Linked DNA regions of Mus musculus: region 1 is linked to region 2. Evidence: chromatin contacts called from public Hi-C data. All regions are on one chromosome and are shown on one strand. The core of a region is the stretch at or near the end of the contact, and the rest is flanking DNA. Distances in the headings are between cores, read along the strand shown.

Region 1 (5,925 bases), core at 1,974-4,473, 140 kb after region 2:
AGGACAGAGTGGGAGCAAGAAGGCAAGAGTAAGAGATGACTTATTAATAATTATAAAAAGCCTAGGTCTTTAGCTTGGGCTATCTCCCAGCTAGCTTATCTAGCTTAATTTTACTAAAGAAACAAGATGTGCATGTAGTGGAAAGATCGAGTGAGGTACAGTGAGGAGGTAGCCATCTATAAGCCAAGGAAAAGGGTTTTGAGGAAACCAAAACACCAACCAACATCTTGATCTAACTTTTTTTTTTCGTTTTTCTTTTTTCTTTTTTCCAATTTTCTATTAGGTATTTTCTTCATTTACATTTCAAATGCTATCCAAAAAGTCCCCCCATACACACCCCACCCCCCGCCCCCTGCTCTCCTACCCTCCCACTCTCACTTCTTGGCCCTGGGGCATATAAAGTTTGCAAGACCAAGGGGCCTCTCTTCCCAATGATGGCCAACTAGGCCATCTTCTGCTACATAGCAGCTAGAGACACGAGCTACTGGTTAGTTCATATTGTTCTTTTTTTTTTTTTTTTGGTTTTTCGAGACAGGGTTTCTCTGTGTAGCACTGGCTGTCCTAGAACTCACTTTGTGGACCAGGCTGGCCTCGAGCTCAGAAATCCACCTGCCTCTGCCTCCCGAGTGCTGGGATTAAAGGCGTGCACCCCACCACGCCCCACTTTTTTTTTTTTAAAGGAATTTAAAACATCTATTTTGTGGTGTTTTGCTAAGGCAGCTCTCTGCAGGAATACAAGTGAACCCGTTTTGTCTTTGTAAGCTGGCTTCTCTTACTTAACATTATGCCCTCAGTAATCACCTATGTTGGGGCACAAGATAAGATTCCTTCTTTCCTGAAGCCTGAATGTTCTTCCTTGATATGCATTCATCACATTTCATAGTCATCCATTCATGGAACAATTGGATTGTTTATAACTCTTTGCTTTTGTGAGGATTGTATTATGAACACGATTGCAGAACGATTTGAGATCCTGGTTTCAAACTATTTGACTATATCTACCCAGAAGTAGAGAAGATGGTAGCTTTATGTTGAAATTTTTAATTAATTAATTTTTAATTAATTTTATGTTGGGTGTTTTGTCTGCACCATGTTTGTGCCTGCTGAGGGCCACAGATACCAGGATTGGTGCTATATGATTGTGCACCACCTTGTAGCTGCTGGGAATTGAACTCAGGTCCTAAGTAAAACAGTGCCCTGAACCACTAGACCATCTCTCCAGTCCCAATGTTTAGTTTTGTAAGGAACTACCAAGTGTTTCCTGTAATAATACACATTTTATGATCACATTAAGAGTGCCAAAACGATTCTAATTTGTCCATCTCACCAACATTTGTTGTTTGCTGTTTGTTTGCTTTTAGAACAGCCATCCTAATATGGTTTCTTTGTTAACTTCATTTCTCTAGTAATCAAGTGTTTTAAAAACAAGTTAGGCTGGGCTGTGGTGTTGTACGCCTTTAATCCCAGCACTTGGGAGGCAGAGGCAGACAGATTTCTGAGTTCAAGGCCAGCCTGGTCTACAGAGTGAGTTCCAGGACAGCCAGGGCTACACAGAGAAACCCTGTCTCGAAAAAGAAAAAAAGAAAAAAACAAAAACAGTTAGGGTTGAGGAGATAGATCAGTGAGTAAGTGATGCTGTATGATGTTGTTTAGATACACATATTGGGAGGAAATACATAAGCAGAAATCACTAAATAAAAAATTATAAAAATTGGGAATATATTTGGCAAGTCGATGAAATGAAGAAAAATGAGACAATCATAGTAGTAAGGTTCTAATCCTTAGGTATATTCATGAATAGTTATTTAGTAATAGGGATCAATTTAAATTTACACTAAGTAGTCTAAGAACATAATGGAATAAACATATAAGAAGGTACATTTACTAAAATGCTCAAGAAGTGTCCCTGCTTTTCTCCCACAGAAGTGAGTCAACGCTCCCTAACAAAAACTGGATTTCCTGAAAAACAGGTTAAGTAATTCACAGGGGAAATGCTTGTCAGCGTGCCAAAAGTCAGCACTTTCTTGCAAGCAAAATCTCTGTATTCCTTTCTTTCGGGTTCCTGAAACAAGATGTCACTACTACCTTAAACACAGCTAACATTCTTTCCAGGCTCCGCCCAACAGTTACCTGGCAACAGCCAGGTAGGCCTGGCTGTTTGTCCCCCTTCTCTCTCAGACTCTTCTCCTAACCCCTTTCTCCCTCTCTCCCATCCCCCCTCCCCCGTCTCTCTCCACGTGTTCCTGGCCGGCCTCTCTTCTTTTTCTCTCTTCCTCTGTCCTTCTCTGCCTCTACTCTCTTCTCTACTCCCCTTCCCATGCCCTAAATAAACTCGATTCTACACTACACCCGTATGGCTGGTACCTCAGGGGTAAGAAAGGGATGTTTCAGCATGGGCCTGCCCAGGAATCCTTCCCACCTTACCAGACCTGGCTCTACAAAACACATCCTTGTTGTTGTTGTTTTTTTTTTTTTAATAAAACACAATAAACACGAAAATGAATTGTGCACTTGTATTCTTTGATCAGAGAGAGAGAGAGAGAAACTTCGGAAAACTTTGATGTGTATGCTTTGTATCAGCACCTCGACCACATCCGGTGCAATGCTGATTTATGTATAGATCCTCGTCAGCGCTGAGCTAATAATTTACTATGGGAAGCGGAGCTAATCACAGCCACCCCACCCCCCAATTGTTGCTTTAGAATTGAGATGAACTTTCTTCGCTTTCTTGATTTATCTGGGGGCCGCTCATCCAAACTTCTCAGTAAGCGTAACGGATTCATTTCTGAGAAAACGCTTATAAGAAAAACAAAAGCAGATGCGGAGAGTTAAGGGAAGAGACACTGTAAAGAAGGCAGGAGGGGGAAGGGGTGAGAAATCTCCCAGGGGGAAGGTACGGAAGCAACACTGCAGAGATTTTCACGCTAAAACTTGCACAAGAAAATGCATAATCAGAACAAAACTTCCCAAGATTCGTCTTCGGTGTCTGAGCAATGAAACTCGTCTCGAGAAGTGTAGGCTTTAATAAAAGAAAAGGCAGCAAGACCTCTCGTTTTTAGCAGAGGCTCTGTAAAGATGGCGGTGGGCCGAAGCCCCTTCTCTTTCCGCAGCCAAAGGCTCTCCCTGCACATTTCCCACAAACCCCTCCGCGCGGCCCCGCTTGCCCAAACTGGCCCGGCCGGAGAGCAGCCACTGCGCACGCGCGAGCCGACGTCACGCGCGCTCCCAGGACCCGACCGAGCTGGCAGGAGTGGTCTCGGCCGCTTCCGCCGTCGCGTCGCTTCGGGGCTCGGCGAGCGGGTTCGCGCTGCCTCCACCGCGGTGGGGCAGCCGGGGCTCACGGAGCCGAGCCGGGGGCGCGCGGCGACGCGGCCATGGGACCGTGCCGACTCTGGTGACAGCGGGGAGCGGAGCGGCCCGGGCCCTGAGCGCGTCTCCTGCGGGGGGCCTCGCCCTCCTGCTCGCGGGGCCCGGGCTCCTGCTGCCTTTGCTGGCGCTGCTGCTGGCGGCGGCGGCGGCGGCCCGGATCATGTCTGGCCGCCGCTGCGCCGGCGGGGGCGCGGCCTGCGCGAGCGCCGGGGCCGAGGCCGTGGAGCCGTCCGCCCGCGAGCTGTTCGAGGCTTGCCGCAACGGGGACGTGGAGCGAGTCAAGAGGCTGGTGACGCCCGAGAAGGTGAACAGCCGCGACACGGCGGGCAGGAAGTCCACCCCGCTCCACTTCGCCGCAGGTAAACGCGGGCCCCGCGGCGCCTCCCGCACGCCCCACCTGCAGGCTCGGGCTTGCAGGCCGCAAGCCGCGCGGCGCTGCCCTGTCTCCGACCTTTCCCCAGGACTCTCACCCTGGCCGCCCGCCCTCCTCTCTCGGGGCTCGTGATGAGGGTGGGGTGAGCGTGCTCTCGGGAAGTTGTTTTTGAGGTTATGGGGTTTTTTGTTTGTTTGTTTGTTTGTTTGTGTGCTGGGAGGGGGGAAGCTTTGTTTTGTTTTACTGTATCAACAATACCTGCCCCGACTTCCGGTCTTATTACCCCGGAGGGCCTCTGCACACAAGAAAGGCTTAGTAGACCTTGTGATTTGAAAGAGTAATTATCTCCAAAAAATGGACCCATGTTTGCAAGTTTCATCGACACTCTTAGTAACCCCTTAAGTTCTAGCGGCCGTCATAAACTGAAATTTTAATTTAGGAGTTATTTTATTAGCTATTGGCTCATTAGAGTTAATTGGATTAGGTTTCTGGAGAGACTAAAACCGGAAATGGGCATGTTTGGGAGACCTGAGATCTACTTAGGTTGTGTGTGGGTGGCCTCTGCCTTACTCCCGCACAAGTCGGGATGGAAAGTGAGCTGAGAGACAAGATAGGACACGCACTTGAGCTTGGATCTAGGATTTTGAGTCATCCTGAGATTTATTGTAGATAGTTTGGAGTTACTTTTAACTACTGGGTTCTCTTTGTGGTACCAGCGTGTTGAAGTTTGCTTGTTGAGGTATTTATTTGAAAAGGCCAGGGATGGGAACCAACTTAATGATTATTCATGTTAAGGACAGTTTGTAACTTTTTAACCTCATAATCAAATAAGATCCTCTTAGCCTGGTAACATTTGATACAGTGTGCATCAGAATTGTTTAGCAGTTCTTTATATTTAAAAAAAAATTTTAGTTTCTTGTGTTCCTTAGGGGCAAAAATGGTAGACAAAAGAGTATAAAAAAAGATTTATTGTTTGTTTGTTTACAGGCATTGATTTTACAGTTCTTCCAATTGTAGGTCTGTTTGCTTTGACCTGTCCCTATTTTAAAATGTATGTACTGTCAGAAATCATGCCTCCTTAATTGATTGCCGGTTTGGGAGCAAGGGAAAAGTTTGGGAAAACCACAATTGGGCAGAAGAGAAATTTGCCTGTGGGCACTGAGAAGTGAGAGCATGAAGCCAAATCTCTGTTAGCAGTGTTGCCTTGCTTCAGCTAGTTTGAATTGTCTTGCTTGACCATTTAGCCAACCTATTTGGCAAATGGTCACAACCAAGTGCTAGATAATCCAAAGGGGTAATGTTACTTAGATTATGTACGCTTGATAAAAATAGCCAAGGTCGATCTTAGTTGCCACCTTTCAAGAATTTAATGTATTAGTGAGTTCATGTCTGAAAATAGTAGTATTTTGAGGTGCGGGTTGGGGACTTATGGTGTGACCTTGTTGCTCCCACACCATCCCACCCTCAGCTCTGCTCCAGTATGCCCCTCCCCCACCCACACGGATGGAATATAAGACCTTGCACATGCCAGACAAGTGTTCTGGCCTCTGAATGAGGTAGATTAGACCCTACCCCTGCCTCAACATATTAAGGAATATTTTACATGTATTTTATATTGTTTCTCCAGATTGAAATGGGAATTTAAATATTATAGAGAGCAATTCACCACTCAAAATTCACCTATATTGCCAGTTGTAGGTTGTAAAATTAAGAAGTTAAAATGTAAAAAGGAAAACATAAAATAATTACTAAAGATACTAGGGAGATGGCTCAGTGGATAAAGTACTTGCTTGCCTTGCAAACAGGAGGGCCTGAGTTGAGATCCCTAGCACCCACGTAAAAAGGCAGTTCTGTTGATGCACACTTATAGCCCCACACTAGGAGGTGGAGACAGAAGGATCCGTGGGACTTACTTGAAAAGCCATGAGCCCCAGGGTCAGTGCAGTGACCCTGTCTCAAAAATTAGATGGAGGAGAGCCATCGATGAAGATGCCTGCCCTGCCACCCACTCACACGCGCAGATACACCTAGCCTACCATATACACAGAAAAATAATCACTAAAGAATTGATATTAAGTCACAGTTTTAAGAGTCTTACATTTAAACCCTGCATAAAAAAATAAGGAGCTTTAAAAAAAATGGCTTTGTGAATTTTAAAATCCAAATTATTAGATTAATGTGGC
Region 2 (6,381 bases), core at 636-3,135:
AAAGCATCCCTGGAACCCTCAGGGAAAGCACCCCCATCAAGCCACCACCTAAGGCCTAGAAGCTTTCCATCTCAAGGCAGCTGATTTCAAGTTGTTGTTCCGTGTACCTAGCAACTCAGCTGGAGTTGAGCAGCTAAATCGGAATCTTGGTCCTATGTGTTCTTCCCTTTTGGTACACTCGGGAGGAGGTAGAGATTGTTTCTCACCTCATCCAATGAGACAAGAAAGTGCTTGGTGAACATTAAGCAGCTATGGAGAGTTGGGAGTCAGGGAGACTCCTTGCACAGTCCTTAGCAGATCTCCGCTGTCTGCATAGTCTCTTGCCCTGAACCTTGATACATCTATTCTCCACTCCAGGACTATTGTGAAGAATACTTACCTGTCACATGACCGCAGCTATCCCTGGAGTAGTAGTATAGCTCCCCCACCCCCACCCCACCCCCGCTGACTACCTTAACCCTGAACAGCAACCATCTTTTTCTCAGCCTCAACAAGAAGTCTTGGCTCTAGGCCAGCGGACTGGGACGAGTGTGTGGAAAATGTGAGGCGCTTTTCCTTCTTGGGAAGAAAGCCAAAAATGGAGTTCTCTGGAATTCTATAAATTATGCGCCCAGAGAAGATTGAAGTTTACAAAGGAAAAAGGAAGAAACTCCCCCACTATTTGCTTAGTGAGCTGGGTCAGCCCAACTAGTGCCAAAACCCACGTACTTGGCCCATGTTGCTATGTTTGCAAAACAGGCCCATGTTCCAAGAGAGACCAGAGGCCTATACACAGCCAGCCAGATCTCTCTTCAGGCTGCTCTCTGGCCTACTTCAAAGTCCCTTGGATCCCCAAAGTCTGTAGCTTTGTTTCTTGGGCCTGGAAGGCTGAAGCTCAGAGAGGTGGAGCACAGGAGATCTTTCTGCACATTGGCTAGGCTTCACTCTTCCCTGTTCTTCCAAGTTCCCCAGCCTCCCTCCTCCACTTCCTCCTCCTCCCCCTCATCTCTTCCCTCCCTCCTCCTCTGCCTCCTCCTCCACTGTATAAACTCCAAGAGTCAGGATGGCTGATCAGCCTATATCACCTCGAAGAAACCTTCCCTGGTCCTGAGATAGGGTCAGTGCTCTTTCCCAAGGGCCCCACAACACCTTGTCTGTGTCACATGGTATTACTAATCTGGCCATAGTTAGTCTTCCATAGTCATCTCAAAAGCAGAGACTCTCTTGCTGTGGCATCCTCAAGTCACTCTCTCAGTAAAAGAGTCAGTAAGTACCCTTTCTGGCCTCCTATGAGCCACCCTGGGACCTGTTCCCAATTCAGATAGAGAATTTCTCCCAGAAAGAGAAAGGCATACTGGCAGTTGTGCTGTGTTATGTTGTGTTGTGTTATTCTGTTGGGTTGTGCTCCGCCCTGTCTGTCTAGCCCAGTCTCCCATATATCTCAGCCACATGGAAGCAAACTCCAAGCTTTTTCTCACTAGCCTGTCCACTGCTTTTCTCACCATCTCCTTGGTGCCCCCAACCTCTCACCCTTCCTAGGCAACCTTTGAAGAAACAGTCCAACTTCTTCCACACAGAAACCGACCTAACCCTCCCACCCATTCCTCCCCTCCCACTGAGTAGAAACCTGTTGTCACAGACCCATGAACCCCTTTGCCATGCTTACCTCTGACCTCCTCACACTGACTCCGAAGGTCAACCCCAGATCTCAGCTACAGGAGCAGCCCCTGCCTTCATCATCCCCACCCCTAGTCCCTAATGCAGTGCTTGGCACGCTATCACAGCTGTCAGGAAGAGCTTGCTGAGTTAATTCATTCACTAGCACGCAGAAGATAATAATAGCATTCGATGTCACCGGCAGAGTGAGTGCAAAGATTCCAGCAGAAGCTATGCACAAAGAGGAAGAGACCATAGCTGTAGGCTGCAGTGACTTGTGAGGGGGAGGAGAGAGAGATGTAATGGAGGGACAAGATAATTAGCAACAAGACAGAAGGATGGAGGACAGCCTAGGGCAGCAGGGGAAATGAGAAAAAATACAATCTATATCCATATATTCTACCCTGGAAAGGGATAGGAGAGGGACCCTGAAAGAGTTAGTGGGTTAGTGGGAAAGAAAAAGTGTGGATTTGATCAAAATAAAGTCCATTGATACATGATGGAAAAATAACACTAAAACAAAAACTTGGGAAAACCCAACCATGCCTTTAAATCAAGTCAGATCCAGGTCTATTCTGGCTTAAAATGCCAGTGTCATCTCAGTGTTTATGAAAATCCTGGAACATTTTATCCAACCCTGTGAGGCCCATGCATGCATCCCAGCTCTCAAACTCTGGAAAAGGGGAAACTGAGTCCCACGGTAACTTTTATAGGAACGTTATTTTTTTAATAAGCAGATTTATGTACTATTTTTGCTACAAACTTACCTGCCTTTGGTTTGAAATCCTTAGTACACCTTTCCAGAGCTGCTTTCTCATGCAAACAAAGCCCCAGGGGCCTCTGTTGTATAACACAGGCGAGGCTTTTGTTTGTTTGCGTTTCCCCCACAGTGACCCATTTTTAAACTGCCCTATTTAATGCTGTAGGAACCTATTCTGGGATTGTTTATCTTCTAAATTGTTATGGAACCTTAATGTTATACTCTTCAAATGAGATCCACTGAGAACCAGGAGAAGAAGGGGGACTTGTTTTTCCTTTTGCTAGCTGCTGTGGCCCAGCTTCAGGCCCATCCCTGGGCCACGGGTCATCTGGAAACATTTCTGCCTACACAGAACATATGGTCTGAGAAAAGAAGGGGGGTGTACTCAATAGCAGGTAATTATTTTGAGCCAGGCACTGCCCTGATTACTGAATCTTACTTTCTCCCAAGATCATAAGCAGTAAATATTGTTACTTTCACCTTATAATCAAGAAAACTGTGGCTGAGAGACCAAGGGCTCACCCAGGTCTAGCCACAGGTCAGAATAGGAACCATCCCCCCCACTGTGCTGTACAAAAAAATGGGAGGAGCCACACAGTAAAGGGAAACCACTTCTGATTGCCAGGAGAGAGGTGACCTCAGTTCCCTAACACATCCCTTGCTTCCACTGGGCATGGCGGTTGTAACCGATGTGGTCCAAGCATTTTCCTACAATCCTATTCCCTATAACAACCCGCGGGGAGGTGATTCAAGTCCACCTTGCAGTGAGGGGTCTTTAGAAATGCCCAGAGAGAGTAATTAATCCATGCTGGGTCCCATAGAGGCAGAATTAATGTTTCAACTTCTTCTGGGTTTGTGCAAAGCCTTCTCCAACTCTCCTATACCCTTAAAAGAAGCAATGGGCATGAAGCTATTCAGTTGATCACTATAGTTCTGGGAGGATCATGAAGAAAGAACCTCACAGACAGTACTCAGCAGAGAAGGGCTGGTCCTGAGGTAGGAAGCCATCAACCAAGGAGTACGCATGGCTCCAGCTGCATATGTAGCAAAGAATGGCCTTGTCGTGCATCAATGAGAGGAGAGGTCCTTGGTCCTATGAAGGCTCAATAGATGCCCCAGTGTAGGGGAATCAAGGGTGGGGAGGTAGGAGTGAGTAGGTGGATAGAGGAACGCCCCCATAGAAGCAGGGGGAGGGAGGATGGGATAGGGGGTTTCTTTGAGGTAGGGAAACCGGGAAAGGGGATAACATTTGAAATGTAAATAAAGAAAACATCCAAGAAAAAAGAAAAAAAGAAATATGTGCACAAATTTCAGTTTCCAAGAAGGTTGACAAAAATATACCTGTAAGGCTGGGACACATAAGTCTCATGATTCATTACATCACAGGAAAGCAAGGGCCCTTCCAGCTGTCACCACCAACCCCTAGGCAGCAAGGCTCAGTCCCACAGGGGAGCCTGGGCCAAGATCAAATTACCCAAAGCCATGACTCAAGTCAATACAGTTTAAAATAAGTTAAAAAGCTATGTCATCTGGTTTAGGATTTTAAAAAAATGTTATAAAAACAAAACAAATATACTAGTTAGAACCAACAGGGGAAGTCGGAGATGGAAGCCTCAAGAGAATGCCATCAGAGTGAGCAGAAAGACGGGGAGGCAACTGGTAGGAAGCCTGGTTCAATTCCCCAAGCCCTGGCACAGAACAGGTAGGTATTTACAACATGTGCAAGAGTCCTTCATATTCCAAGTCAACTGTGTGCATTTGGGAGAGTGGAGATGGAGTCAGAGAGGGTCAGAAAAAAAAAAAAGAGAAAATTAAAAACAGTGCCTTCAACTCCTTGGGGTATGATGGCGCTGTGTTCCATAGCTCTTTTTCCTGAGTGGAAGCAAGAAAAGAAATCTGCTGTCACTGAAACAAGTCCCCTCACATCCATCTTATCCATCCATCAGGTGCCACTAAAGGTAGTCGTTATCCTTATAGGTAAGTACTTTTCACCCACTGTAACCATGAAATGCAAGCCAGTGACTCATCTGGTGGTAGTGCTCACCCAATAAAAGAACAAGACAGTGGACTGCTGTGGACGTCTGTGATGGACCAAAGGAGCCTCCCAAGTGAACCTCAGCAAACGTTTCCTCACCTGATGGAGTCACGGGCAAACCTGACTGCACGTGGCTTCAATCTTCCATGCTGACTTTGGACTTGCTGTTAAATCAATATAGTGACACTGACTGGAACCCTTGCTGCTATGGAGCATCTGCTGAGAGCTCAGGGGCCAGAGCTAATGTGAAGGGACATAAATAAATAAATAAATAAATAAATAAATAAATAAATAAATAAACAAACAAACAAACAAATAAGAAGTGGTTCCATTTTTAAAATAAATATAGCTACGTTACTTGACAGTAGCAATTAGTGTGGCAGGATGACCCAGCTGCAGGGTTTCAGGATGATTTTCAGGAAAGGAAAGAAGGAAGCAGGGATGGAGGGAGGGAAGCAAGGAGAAAAAAAAGGAAGGGGAAGAAGGAATAAGGGGAGGGAAGGGAGGTGAGGGGAGGATAGAGGAAGGGAGGGAGAGAGGAAAGAAGGGATGGAGGAACTAAAGGAGGAAGGAGGGGAAGAAGGAAGGTAGAAAAGTAGGGAGGGAGGGAGTTAGGGAGGGAGGAAAGAGAAAGGAAGAAAGGAAGGAAGGAAGGAGGGAGGGAGGGAGGGAGGGAGGGAGGGAGGGAAGGAAGGAAGGAAGGAAGGAAGGAAGGAAGGAAGGAAGGAAGGAAGGAAGGAAGGGTGAGCACATTTTTTTCCCCAATTGCTTCCTCTTTTATCCCATTCCAAGAAATCCAAGGCTCTCTTGCTCCAAGGAAGAGTTAGGGCCCTTTGTATACCAAAGACAAAAACATTAAAAATGTATGTGGGCTACAGTGTACGTCTGATACATGTATACATTGTGTGTTTAAATCAGGGTTAACATGTCCATCTCCTCAAACATGTATCACTTTTAATGTTCATTGTCTAGCCCTTTACAATACACAGAGCATTCTTGTCCATCATCACTCTACTGTGCAATAGCATCTTACTTCTATCTGTTGCTTAGCATCTATGTCCCTGCCCCTCTCTCCCTCCTAGTCTGCCTAGCCTCGGCCACTTTCTACTCTCAATTTCCATGAAAGCACTTTTCTGTGTTCCACAAATAAGATCATGTACACCCTGTTTTTCTGAGCTTGTCCAGGATTGTTGTAGTTGTTGTTTTGTTGTTGTTGCTGTTATTTTGCTTCTCCTTTTTCATTGCTATGCTTTCCAGTTCCGTCCACATTGCTGCAAATGGCAGGACAGTGTTCCTGGATGGCTAAGCAGTATTCCACTGTTCCTGTCTACCACACTTCCTCCACCCATTCATTTCTTGGCCATTGTGAATGACACTGTAGTGAACACGAGTGTACAGGAGCCTCTTTAGCAGCCCGACTTTGTTTCCCGTTGGAATGTATGATATGCCCCCACATCAGGATTGCTAGCTCAAATTATAGCACTGTTTTTAGTGTTTTGAGTAATTTCTGCATTGTTTTCTTTTTGATAATGGTTAGAATGTCTTATGACCACGGTAGACTCTTAAAAGAGAGGACAATAGATCCTGGAAAGAATAAATGGTGAGCAAAAAGCTAGTGTTATAACTAAATACGGAATAAATGGCCCCATGACCTCCTATATTGAAGGCTTGATCTTCAGCTGGCAGCACTATTTTGGGAGGTGAGAGAAACCCTAGCTGAGCCCACTGGAGAAAGTAGGTCACCAAGGATCTCTCTCTCTCTCTCTCTCTCTCTCTCTCTCTCTCTCTCTCCCTCCTTCCCTCCCTCCCTCCCTCCCTCTGTCCTTCCCTCTCCCTTCCCTCCCACTCTTCCATCCTTCCCTCTCCTCTTCCCTCCCCCTCCCCCTTCCCCTCCCCCTCCCCCTTCCCCTCCCCCTCCCCCTCCCCCTCTCTCCTTCTCTCTCTGACGTTC

Evidence for each region. A called contact is a pair of places that touch in the nucleus more often than the background predicts.
Region 1: a contact with region 2 is called in a Hi-C map of cardiomyocytes, with 1.7 times the contacts expected there. A contact is called at or near these places in 3 of 484 Hi-C or Micro-C datasets (cardiomyocytes, nephron progenitors and uterus), 2 of 130 datasets of targeted methods (heart atrium and pancreatic cancer cells) and 1 of 9 other capture datasets (liver).

What each region holds. Positions count from the first base shown.
Region 1 is chr19:36,831,009-36,836,933 of GRCm38.p6, forward strand. It overlaps Tnks2 (tankyrase, TRF1-interacting ankyrin-related ADP-ribose polymerase 2), which reads left to right and starts at 3,224. Exons shown (of 27, transcript NM_001163635.1): 1 at 3,224-3,728. The coding sequence starts at 3,530.
Region 2 is chr19:36,687,594-36,693,974 of GRCm38.p6, forward strand. It overlaps Hectd2os (Hectd2, opposite strand), which reads right to left and starts at 1,886. Exons shown (of 5, transcript NR_033510.1): 1 at 1,646-1,886.